Linked DNA regions of Gossypium arboreum: region 1 is linked to region 2. The links are chromatin contacts, called in public Hi-C maps. All regions are on one chromosome and are shown on one strand. Each heading gives the region's core, a stretch centred on a gene start, on an enhancer-like site or on the middle of the called end of the contact. The rest is flanking DNA. Distances are from core to core; before and after follow the strand shown.

The links. Hi-C and Micro-C count contacts between places; a contact is called where the count stands out from the background.
Region 1: a Hi-C map of leaf shows a contact between it and region 2, with 2.9 times the contacts expected there. The contact joins the promoter of LOC108484348 here to the promoter of LOC108485526 in region 2. A contact is called at or near these places in 2 of 5 Hi-C or Micro-C datasets (both in leaf).

The regions. Positions count from the first base shown.
Region 1 is chr6:125,253,469-125,258,898 of ASM2569848v2, reverse strand. It overlaps LOC108484348 (probable acyl-[acyl-carrier-protein]--UDP-N-acetylglucosamine O-acyltransferase, mitochondrial), which reads left to right and starts at 2,848. Exons shown (of 12, transcript XR_001871238.2): 1 at 2,848-3,175; 2 at 3,267-3,346; 3 at 3,710-3,834; 4 at 3,936-4,044; 5 at 4,204-4,296; 6 at 4,407-4,523; 7 at 4,618-4,701; 8 at 4,874-4,978.
Region 2 is chr6:125,043,228-125,048,704 of ASM2569848v2, reverse strand. LOC108485526 reads right to left here and starts at 1,520. Exons shown (of 2, transcript XM_017789376.2): 1 at 1,038-1,520; 2 at 1-937. The coding sequence starts at 1,354.

The DNA.
Region 1 (5,430 bases), core at 1,599-4,098, 210 kb before region 2:
ATGTATATATGCCAATGTCTTTAGTGTTATGGTCATAGCATGCTTGGTGTATGATGGAGTGTGATTTTTAGCATGAATGTGAAATTTTTGGAAATGTGTTTTATTGGTAAGATGATAATCTTATGCACAAATAGGTGGTATGTAAGTAGTTTAATGATACCTTGTCTATGTAAAATTAGTATGGTTAATTTGGGACATGATAAATGTTGTGAGTACGATAGTGGATAGTATTGTATTGATATGATTTAGCCATGATTGTGGATGTTTGGTTGCCTAAGTATGCCATGTTTTGTGCCTTTAAATTGGTGTAAGTGCATGTGTGAAAAAGGGTGGTTAATGGCTTGGTAAACAGCCCTTATTTTGTCCACACGGGTAGACACACGGGCGTGTGTCTAGGCCGTGTGTGACACACGGTCTGACCCATGGGCATGAGTTCTGGCCGTGTGTCCCCTGCACCTTAATTTTGAGAAACAGAATGCTCAGAATTGAGCACACGGGTAGAGACAAGGGCATATGTCTTAGTCGTATAGACGACACGGCCTTGAACACGGGCGTGTGCCCTGGTCGTGTGAAGTCTGCACCTATTTTATGAAAATTAATTTTCCACACGGCCTAGCACACGGGCGTGTAACTTGACCATGTGACTTGACCGTGTGACTTCAATTTGTTCATGGGTTACAAGTCAGTGAGTTACACGGGGTTGGGACATGGGCGTGTGCAGCCACACGGCCTGCCTGTGTCCCAAACCACACGGGCATGTGACCCCTATTTAGGGTAAATTTTTTTTAAGTTTTGTAAAAATTCCCTAAATACTCGGTTTGGTCTCGGACCACTTCCAAAGCATGTTTCGGGCCTCGTAGGCTCGTGCTAGGGACTTTATGATTGAATGTGAATGATTTTAATTTGGACGCAAATTTATGACTTGGAATTGTATGCTTGTTTGTGTGGTAAGTCCGGTAATGTCTCGTACCCTGTTCCAGCGTCGACTATGGGTAAGGGGTGTTATACCATCCCCCACAAGAAATTGTCTACATCCTTTTTGGACCTCGTCCCATTGAACTTTTTCGGCTTTGAGATATCTATCTTAGGCATAAGTGTCGCAACCAATACCCTATTACCCAAAGCAGCTTTGCAAATTTGAGCTCCCTCTTGAGCTCCTTAATTTGTTCTTTCAAGGTTGACACCATAGCCTCGAGAGCATCATTTTTCTTAGTTACCTCACCTACGACAGTATTTAGGATCTTTTGCATCGCATCCATATTGTCACTGAAGGCTTCTGCTACTTGGTCATTGAACTAATCATGCCTCGTTTCCAATTTTGTAGTACACCCAGCAACTTCCTTGAGGGTCTCCTTCATATCACCGATAGAGCCGTCAAGTTTGGCCACTCTACCATCTAAAGCCGACAACATATCCCTCGATCGACTTATTTTCCTGACCCTTCCACGGGTCTCCATTGACTCATTCTGATCAACAACTTCTTTTGACATCTCAAACAATGCCTTTGGGATATTAGCTTTGGTACTAACTGTCACAGGGCTAGACATTTTGTCTCGTAATCCGCACAACCTTAAGTGATCCATTCGCTTCAAATGCACATAAGTCAACTAACTCTCGCAAAGTAAGGATTCTTGCAGAATTCCTCTGAGGCACTAAAAATATAGTGGAAGCAATCTCAAAGACAAAAGAAATTTGAAAGAGCAGAATAGCCACATAAAAAAATAATGCACACCAAGTGGTTGAGTAAATGCTCTCAATATTCTTTAACTAAGAAAGAATAAAATGATTACAAATGAAGGGGGAGATCTTTATTTATAGTTGAACTCCCCTGACTTTAACGGTACAAATCGATTTACATCAACGGCTAAGATTACTTCCTATCTACAATTAAGATACCTAAGGGATTTAAACTCTATACAATCTTATCCTTTTAGGATTTACACTATTTACCCTGATAACTCTAGTTTTACTAGAGTGTTTCAAGATGGGTTTCTCCATGAGTTCCATAAATCGGGACAATTCATATGGGTTAAATAAGCCTCATTTAATAAGTTGAATTCTATGGGGTGTTCTATACGTATTGGTCACGAGGTTTGACCGACAATTCATGACATGTCACAGGTGAACTAACCCTCTTGTCACCACTACTTTTTCCTTATCTCATTCCTTATTGAAACTCTCTATCAACAAAGCACAAATTCCACCTTAAAATTTGAAAAGAGAATTTAAATAATAAAAAAATACTTCTTTTAAATGAAAATTAAAAAATTCTAATATTTATTTTTCCAAATGAAAATTCACCTCAAAATTATGAAAATCACTTTACAAATAAATTTCTTTCATAAAATTTATGGACCCAACACATCTTACCACACCTTTAATATTTCATAAAGTATATTATTTGACTTAGAATCTTAAATGCAAACTAATGTTTCTAGAACTAAAGCAATAGTTAAATTGGTCAGACTATTGGTTCGTTAGTTCGATCGGTCTAACTAATTTGATAAAAAAAATTATAAAAAAAATAAAAACAATAAAAAATATTTTAAAAAAATAAAACTCAGTTCAATTGTCAGTTCAAACGACATATTGATTCTCGATCCAAACGGTTCAATGTCATTCTTCGGATAGACACCCAACTAATTCCTAATCTTCGGTCGATTTCGAAGATCATTGATGCAAATTCACCATTTTATATCATAAATAAATACAGAACATAATAAAATCATATTTTTGGTAGAATTTAATGAATTGAATTTTATCAATTACTGGGCCTCGTGTGGGCCTTAGTTAGAGAATTCCTGGGCCTCAATAACCGAGTTCTTTGAGGTCAAATGTGGATCTCCTTCATACATCAAGCGTCCAGTCGGACAAACGAACCGTGTAGTTTTAATGCGAGTAAAATAGTACGCTACAAACGGATAAAATCTGGGATGAAGAAGACAAGACAGGTCAAACCTCTTTCACAAAGCAGGCAACAACATAGCGGCTGAAGCCTAAACCTTCGAACTTTCAGCTCTGTTAGAAGTTCAAAAAACAGAAAAGGTCGGAAAAATATCAGCTATTGCCAAAGACTGAGAGCGACAATCTATGAATTCGCTGCTCAAGTTTCGAAGGCCTTTAAGTCCTTCTCTTACTTCACTATCTTTGCAACGCCTCTCTACAACTCTCCACTGTAAACCCTTCCTCTCTCTTTAATATATCATAATATGAAGATTGAACGACTTGTTAAGTGGGCTTCTTCTCTCTATGTGATTGTGAAACAGATGTTTTCGAAGAGAAAAAGGAGGGGACGAGCTTTATACACCCAACTGCAATTGTTCATCCCAATGCTGTGATTGGCCAGGTGCTTTGTTTTCTACTCTCTCTTCTTTGTTTAATAGCTGCCGCTTTCTTTTCTCTTAAGAGGCACTGGTGTTCATGTATCAGAAATCTGTGATTTGTTTTGACTGTTAAAGCTAAGTTCTTTGTTGGCTTTTCCCTGTCAATCAATTTGCTCCTTTACCAATGGTTCTTGTTGAATTGTCTTTTGATACCAAGATTAAATCAACCCAGAAGAATAAATAAGGGTAAAACTTACAAAGCTTTTTTTTTTTTTACTTCAAAGCAGCTTAATTTATTGGTGTAATAAAGAGATATAGTTCTCTAATTGCCTTTTCATTTAGCTATAGTCTATAGATTCACTAAAATTTCGAAATTGATGGCACAGGGTGTTTCAGTAGGTCCTTTATGTACAATTGGTCCTTCGGCAAAACTAGGAAATGGGTGTCAAATGCATCCTTCCAGCCATATTTTTGGGAATACAAAATTGGGGAGCCACTGCGTTTTGATGACGTGAGTTTTATTTGGCTGCTTTTTCATCTTCTTTATAAGGTTCTGTTAGAAATATATATTCTATGTTGTAATTTATGTAAGTACTAAACTTTATCAGGCAGTGGTGCGGTGGTCGGTGATGATCTTCCTGGGCGTACTGTAATAGGATGCAATAACATCATCGGGCATCATGCCGTGGTTGGTATTAAATGCCAAGACATGAAGTACAAGGTAACTTATCTTATTATGCTTTTGGTGCATAATCAATTGCATGCTGCTAATGACTAGAAGTATCTCAAATGTACATATTGACAGCATTGATGCACTATGCTTCAAATGTTAAACTTTTGCAAAAAATATGATCTTGTCCTTGTATTTCTGTGGTATTAGTTAGGGGATGAATGTTTTCTTGATATTGGGGACAACAATGAGATCAGAGAATTTACTTCAATCCACCGATCTTCAAAGTCATGTGATAGAACGGTAAATAAGAATATAAAATAACCACATATTTGTTTTCTTATATCATAGTAAGAAACATGTGTATATTCTCTAGTCCTTTTCTTCCCTTTCTTAACTAGCTGTCTTATCAGGTTATTGGTGATAACAATCTCATCATGGGGTCTTGTCATATCGCGCATGACTGCAAAATTGGTAACAATAATATATGTGCTAATTCCAGTCTCCTGGCAGGACATGTCATCGTGGAGGTGAGTCTTCTTAATGTTTGTTGGAGTCATTCTGCGTGCTTCTCTTGTAGACAGCAGTCTCTGCTTAGAACTTGATTCAAGTGCTACAATGTAGGACTATGTGCACACTGGAGGAGCAACTGTTGTTCATCAATTTTGTCATATTGGCTCATTTTCTTTCATTGGTGGTGGATCTGTGGTATGATTGCATAAATGACCTACACTGCAAAAAGATGCTAATTAAGCCAACTAGTAGCATAGTCCACCTATAGGACAGTTCAATCATTGTGCCGAAGACTTTTACACTTTTTTTTTTTTTGCATTTACAAAAAGAATTGAACCATGTTTCCTATTCATTTCTATGCATGAAGGTTTCGCAAGATGTCCCAAAGTACATGATGGTTTCTGGAGATAGAGCTGAGCTTCGTGGTTTGAATTTCGAGGGTCTTCGGCGTTGTGGATTCCAAGTCACAGAGGTTGTTGGAAAAATTCAACTTTTATTATGATGGCTTATAGTTTAGTTCTATCATAATACTAGTGTAAGATAGATAAGACATTAGTTGAAAAGGTTCCTTTATTTGTTGATGTAGTCTTCCACCAATTAAAATCTCATATCATTGTCATCTGGATTTTGCTTGAGGTTTTTAGCTACCTGCATTTTGTGCAGCCTGATTTTCTGAAAACTATTCTAAGTTGCATTTACTTCGGTTTGTATTCCTGCCTTCATTTCTTGAGTTGTGTATGTTTTCACCGTCCTATGAAGATGTTTGATATTTGCCACAAGACTGACTGCTGTAGGCCGGAAGGCAATATTATGGTATGCCTTTCTCCAAAGCGTATCTTATGGAGTTGACACTCCAAGGCAAACATTTAGAAATGACAGAAATTGTAAGATAACTTATCCATAAATTGATGAATGATATTAAGA
Region 2 (5,477 bases), core at 271-2,770:
GAAGGCAGAAACATGAGCCGGGTGCAGGCATTCCCTCAGAATCCTAGTAATCACATCACAGATGGGGTTATTGATACCTTCCTTTCGTAGTACAAGTGGAAACAATAATGCGTGCACCGCAGCCCTCTGATGGAGCTTGCAGTACTCAATCGTTGAAGTCAGTAGCAGACGTGAGGCTGGCTCTTCTAGAACCAAGAACTTAGGAAGCACAATTGAGCAGAGAACCTGACTTGGCCAAGCAAGCTCATCTTCATCCCCACTTGAAAGATGAGAAATTAGCACCGAAGCAGCCTCATCCTCGGCTTTCCAAGGCTCAATCAGACACAGAACTTGAAAAGGATCCATTCCTTTATCCAAGCAAAGTTCACGAATTTCATTTGCTAATGCTACAGCTTTGAAACTAGATTCTAAGTTTATAACCCTGTCTCTCAAACTAGCAGCCATATTTTCAATTTCAGGTTCTAAAGGCACATTCAGAACCCGATCCATCTCAATTTCGTCCCCAACTTCTTTCAAACCATTTTCTCCATTTTCCTCAACTTGACTGAACAAACTCTCATCATTTTCCAAGCTATCATCATAAAAACGAGGACCACAATCAGCTGCAGATAAAGGAAGCCAATAGAGAAGTGGATCATTACCAGCAGCCACGTCCTTGAGCCAATCCGGTAAGGACTCAAACTCTTGGCCGATTACTTCTTCGCCAGATTCCAGACTAAAACCAGAAATCCACTTATTAACATGATTTGGTTCAGACACTCTGTCGAGCAGATCCCGTGCTGCTTTCTTGACCCAAAAATCAAGCCCTTGACTTTCAGTCAACAAACTGCGTGCGAGCTTAGATAATTCCTTCCCATTAAACCTCTCATTCTCCAAAGCAAGAAATGAAAGTACCCTTGACTGAACCATACCTGGTAGAGTCTCTATAAACATTATCCTTAAGCAAAATAAAAAAAAATATCAAACTCATCAGTCACTAAATCTGAAAAGAAAAAAACAAAGAAAGTTTCTTTCCTGCCTTAAGTTTATGGGTTTACCTTTTTGGTGTGAGAGGTGAAGAAAAAGATGAGTCATCGACAAAGAGATTGCAGGGTTTGGTAAGCAAAGAAAGGAAAGAGCTTGCGGTGATTGGAGTTGTTGTTGAAGATGATAATGTTGTCGCATTGAAACATTGTTGCAGCCAAAGAGATGCTTCGATTTCAGGTGTAGGGCTATTCATGAAAATGTCGAACAACGGAACCCATGCCTCCATTTTTTGCTGGCTTCCTCCGTCTTCTAGGAGGGAAAGCGCGGGAAAACCTCTTCTGGTTTCATCTGAAAATAAAATAGATAGAAAGTGTATGAGACGTGGCATAGAGTAACTGGGTACATGCAGGCCGGGTGGGCTTTTCCTTTTTGTAGGCGTGGACTGAGACCCAAAGGCAACAGGTCACATGGCGACGCCATGGGAAGAGACTCGAAAGCACAAATGCGAAGCATGTGCTATACGCTAACCTTTCATGAATGGTGGGTTTGAGTAAATTTCGGTAAAGATTGAATTAATCAATTGAATTAATTTAATTTAGTTAATTAGTTTGTTAATTATTTTAATTCGGTTGAAAGTCGGTTAATAATTTTTTAAATTTTAGTTATTGGATAATTCAATTCAAATCGGATAATTAATCAAATTAATTGAATTAACCAAATTTAATAATTAATAATACAAATTATATGTAGTTTTAATTTGGTTAATTCAGTTAAATGAATATATATTTTATATGTTTTATACTTATTTTAACTAAAAAAGTAAAAACATATAAATTTCGATTCGATTAATTTTATTTTAAAATTTTTTAATTCAGTTAATTGTTAAATGATTAAAATATTCGATTAACCGCTTTGAACAAATTTAATTTGAGTTACAAATTTCAACTTTACTTGACATTAACATGGAAAATAGAAAAGATTGTTAATATCTACGCAAAAACTGTTTGACGTAAGTGTTCACCATCAATAAATAATATAATACATTATCAAGAAATTAAATAAAATATAAAATATATAAATAAATACTAAAAATTTTATTTAAATATAATTAAATATTAAATATAATTATTATAAATAAATATTAATAACTCTCAAATTTAAGATCTTGAATTTAAGGGATTAAGATTTAGAGTCGTGTATAAGGTTTAAGGTCTTCGATTCGAGTGTTAGTATTTATTTATAATTAATTATTTAATAATGTTTAGATAAAGTTATTCGTGTTTATTTATAAGTCTTCAATTATTTTTTTATTTTATTTAACGATGAAATGTCATATTATTATTCAGTGATGGTATGTAACACCCTTAACCCTTATCCATTGTCAGTGATGGCATGTGTCTTAGGCCGTGTGGGCATTTGATGTGAGGCACACAGTCGTGTCCCAGCTCGTGTAACTCTCTAACTTGGGTCACACGGCCAAGCCACACGCCAGTGTGCTAGGCCATGTGAACATACTAACTTGTAGAATTAAGGTGCACGGGTCACATAGCCAAACCACACGCCCATGTGCTAGACCGAGTGCAAAAACCTGGACATTTTGTTTCTCAATTTTAAAGATGTAGGGGACACACGGCGGGAACTCACGCCATGTGTTAGGTCGTGTTTCAAACACGGCTGAGACACGCCCGTGTCTCTACCTGTGTGGATGAAAATAGGCCATTTCATGGCCACTTTTCTCACCCATTTTGATGTCAACCTATACACAACATTTTAATATATCAATACATCCCAAACAAGCAATCAACACAAGCCAAAATCATGTTTTAAGCATGACATAACATCACAAATACTCAAATACTTAAACTTACTTATTTAATCCATCTCATTTATTTATCAAAATCTACTACTAATTACATACATACAAGCATATATCACTCACAACCATGTCTAAAACTATTTAATTTCCAAATCAACCCTATAGATGCCATATAAACCATAATATACATTGCAAAAACTACCAGAGTGAGTTGGATAGTGTGGTTTGATGTGTTGATCCAATCTCCCTATAACATCCCAAAATTTGGCCTAGTCAGAATATTGGTTTTGAGACCACAAATCTGACGTTAAAATATTTGTTTTATGATTATTATGATGCCTAGGATATGAAAATAAGCATGCGTTAAAGTTTCATGAAGAAATTCTAAGTATAAGGTGTCCAATTGGAAATTAAGGACCAAATTGAATAAATTGTAAAACTTGGGTTCTAGAAGCAATTTGTATGAAATTGATTTGGAATATTAGTTAGGAGGTCTTAAATAGAAATTTTCTCAATTTTTAAGTTTTTGGACAAAAATGGGCATGCATGGAAAAATTTGAAAGTTTGGTAAAGAGGGGCATTTTGGTCTTTTGGTAATAAAATTAATAAAAAGGGAAAATGAAAGCTAAAATCAGCCATCTTCTTCCCCATAGCTGCCAAAATTTGTATGTTCTCCATAGCTAGGGTTTTCAACATTTCCAAGATCAATAGTAAGTGCTCCCTAGCCTCGTTTTACTGTTCTTTGTATTTTGAAATCCTCGTATCGTGCTCTCTCTATTTCTACCCATATTTCAAGCTAGGATTCGTGTTTAAAAATTTACCCATGCATGAGATGCTTGTGTTTTGATTATTTATAGAGGAATATGAGAGTTTGAAGAGTGGTAAACAACTTTTACTAAGTAGTTTTCATGGAAATGGCTAAAAGGACCATTTTGTAAAGGTTGTAAAAATGGGTAGAAGAATGTGAAATGAAGGAAAATATGGGCTGCTATAAGTATGAAAACATTTGGCTAGGTTTGGGTATCCAAGAAATTACATGCATTTCATTATACGAGTCTTAGGACTAAGTTGTAAAAAAGTGTGAAAGGTTAGGGGCAAAATGGTCATTTCGCCTTAGGTTGAGTTTTAGGCCAAAAATGAATAATGTAATGTATTAAAAATTTATTTTTGCTTATATAGACCCTAAGAGACCAATCCCGGAGGTCGACAGTGGAAGGAAAATGGTTTTGGAGTAACTGAAATACGAATCCAAAACGATTACTAGGTAAGTTCGTATAACTTGAATGTACACTTTAAAATACATTAAAATGTATGCTATTAATTGTAATATAATTGTCTTATTCATTGTGAAATAATTTATGAAAAATGTTGTATTAATAAAAAGATGATAAAATGTCCCAGTTGAATAAAAAGGATATCTGATGGATTTCTCGAAAATGAATTGACGGTAAAAGGATCTAGCCCGGACGGGTGTTCTTAAGGTGATCTAGCCTCCCGAAGAATATGTGTGCATTATGGATTTAGCCCGGACAGGTAATCCGAATTAGGATCTGCATTTAGCCTGGACTGATAATTCAAATTCGAGCTCATGAGAGTAATTGTCATTGCAGGGGATTTAGCCTGGACTGGTAATCCCACCGTAAGAGCGAGTTTTGCGGGAGTGCGTACTTGAAATGATCACTTGCATGATTTGACAATAAATGGGATATCCATCGAGATTCCAAAAAATTCAATGGGGTTAAAATGAGAAAAAAGAATGGAAATACTTGAATTGATGAGCTCAACTAAGATGATTATTATCTTGTATCACTTTGGGACTAACTTAACGATTGAGTACACCTGTTAGGGAAAATAATCTATGCTTGATAGAATGTATAGCTAATGTGGTTGTATGTTAATTAACCGGTAAGTTTACTTTTTTGTTATCCGAACTTACTAAGCATGTTAATGCTTACTCCCTTTCATTTACCTGTCTTATAGAGCTTATGGACTCATGAAGATTGGAAGGCGGTTGGAGCATTGTCTACACAATCAACTTGTCTCACTTTGGTATATAAAAACCTTCATTTTGTTATATTCATTTTGTTATATGTGTCATTTTGTTATATGTTATGTTAATTTATTTTGTATATGGCTATGAGATATGGCCATTATTAAAATTTATTTTGTATATGGCTATGAGATATGACCATTATTAATGTGGGTTGTAGCCCTACTTATTTTGCATGCTAATGCTTAAATGTTTCATGTGATGTGTTGATGTGGTTTATCATGGATGGATACATGAAATGAGGCCAAATAACTCGAGAGTGGTTATGGCATAAAATGGTATGTGGTTATAATATGGTCTAAGTGAAAAATGCGCAATGTGATATGATAATCCTTAATACGAAAAGGATAACCTTACATGTGCTAAATCAATGAGATGAGGTTAACATGCAATAGCCTATGCCAAGGTGGTTTAAGAGTATATTTAGGCTATGTAAAATACCTTTAAAGCTTACAAGTGTGCATGGATGTTAGAGGGTGACCAATGGCTTGGAAAATAGACTCCAAATGGTCCACACGGGTAGACACACGGACATGTGTCTAGGCTGTGTATGACACACGGTCAACCCCCATGGGCATGTTGTTCGACCGTGTGTCCTTTGCACCTTAAATTTTAGGTTAGAATGCATGATAGTAAATACATGGG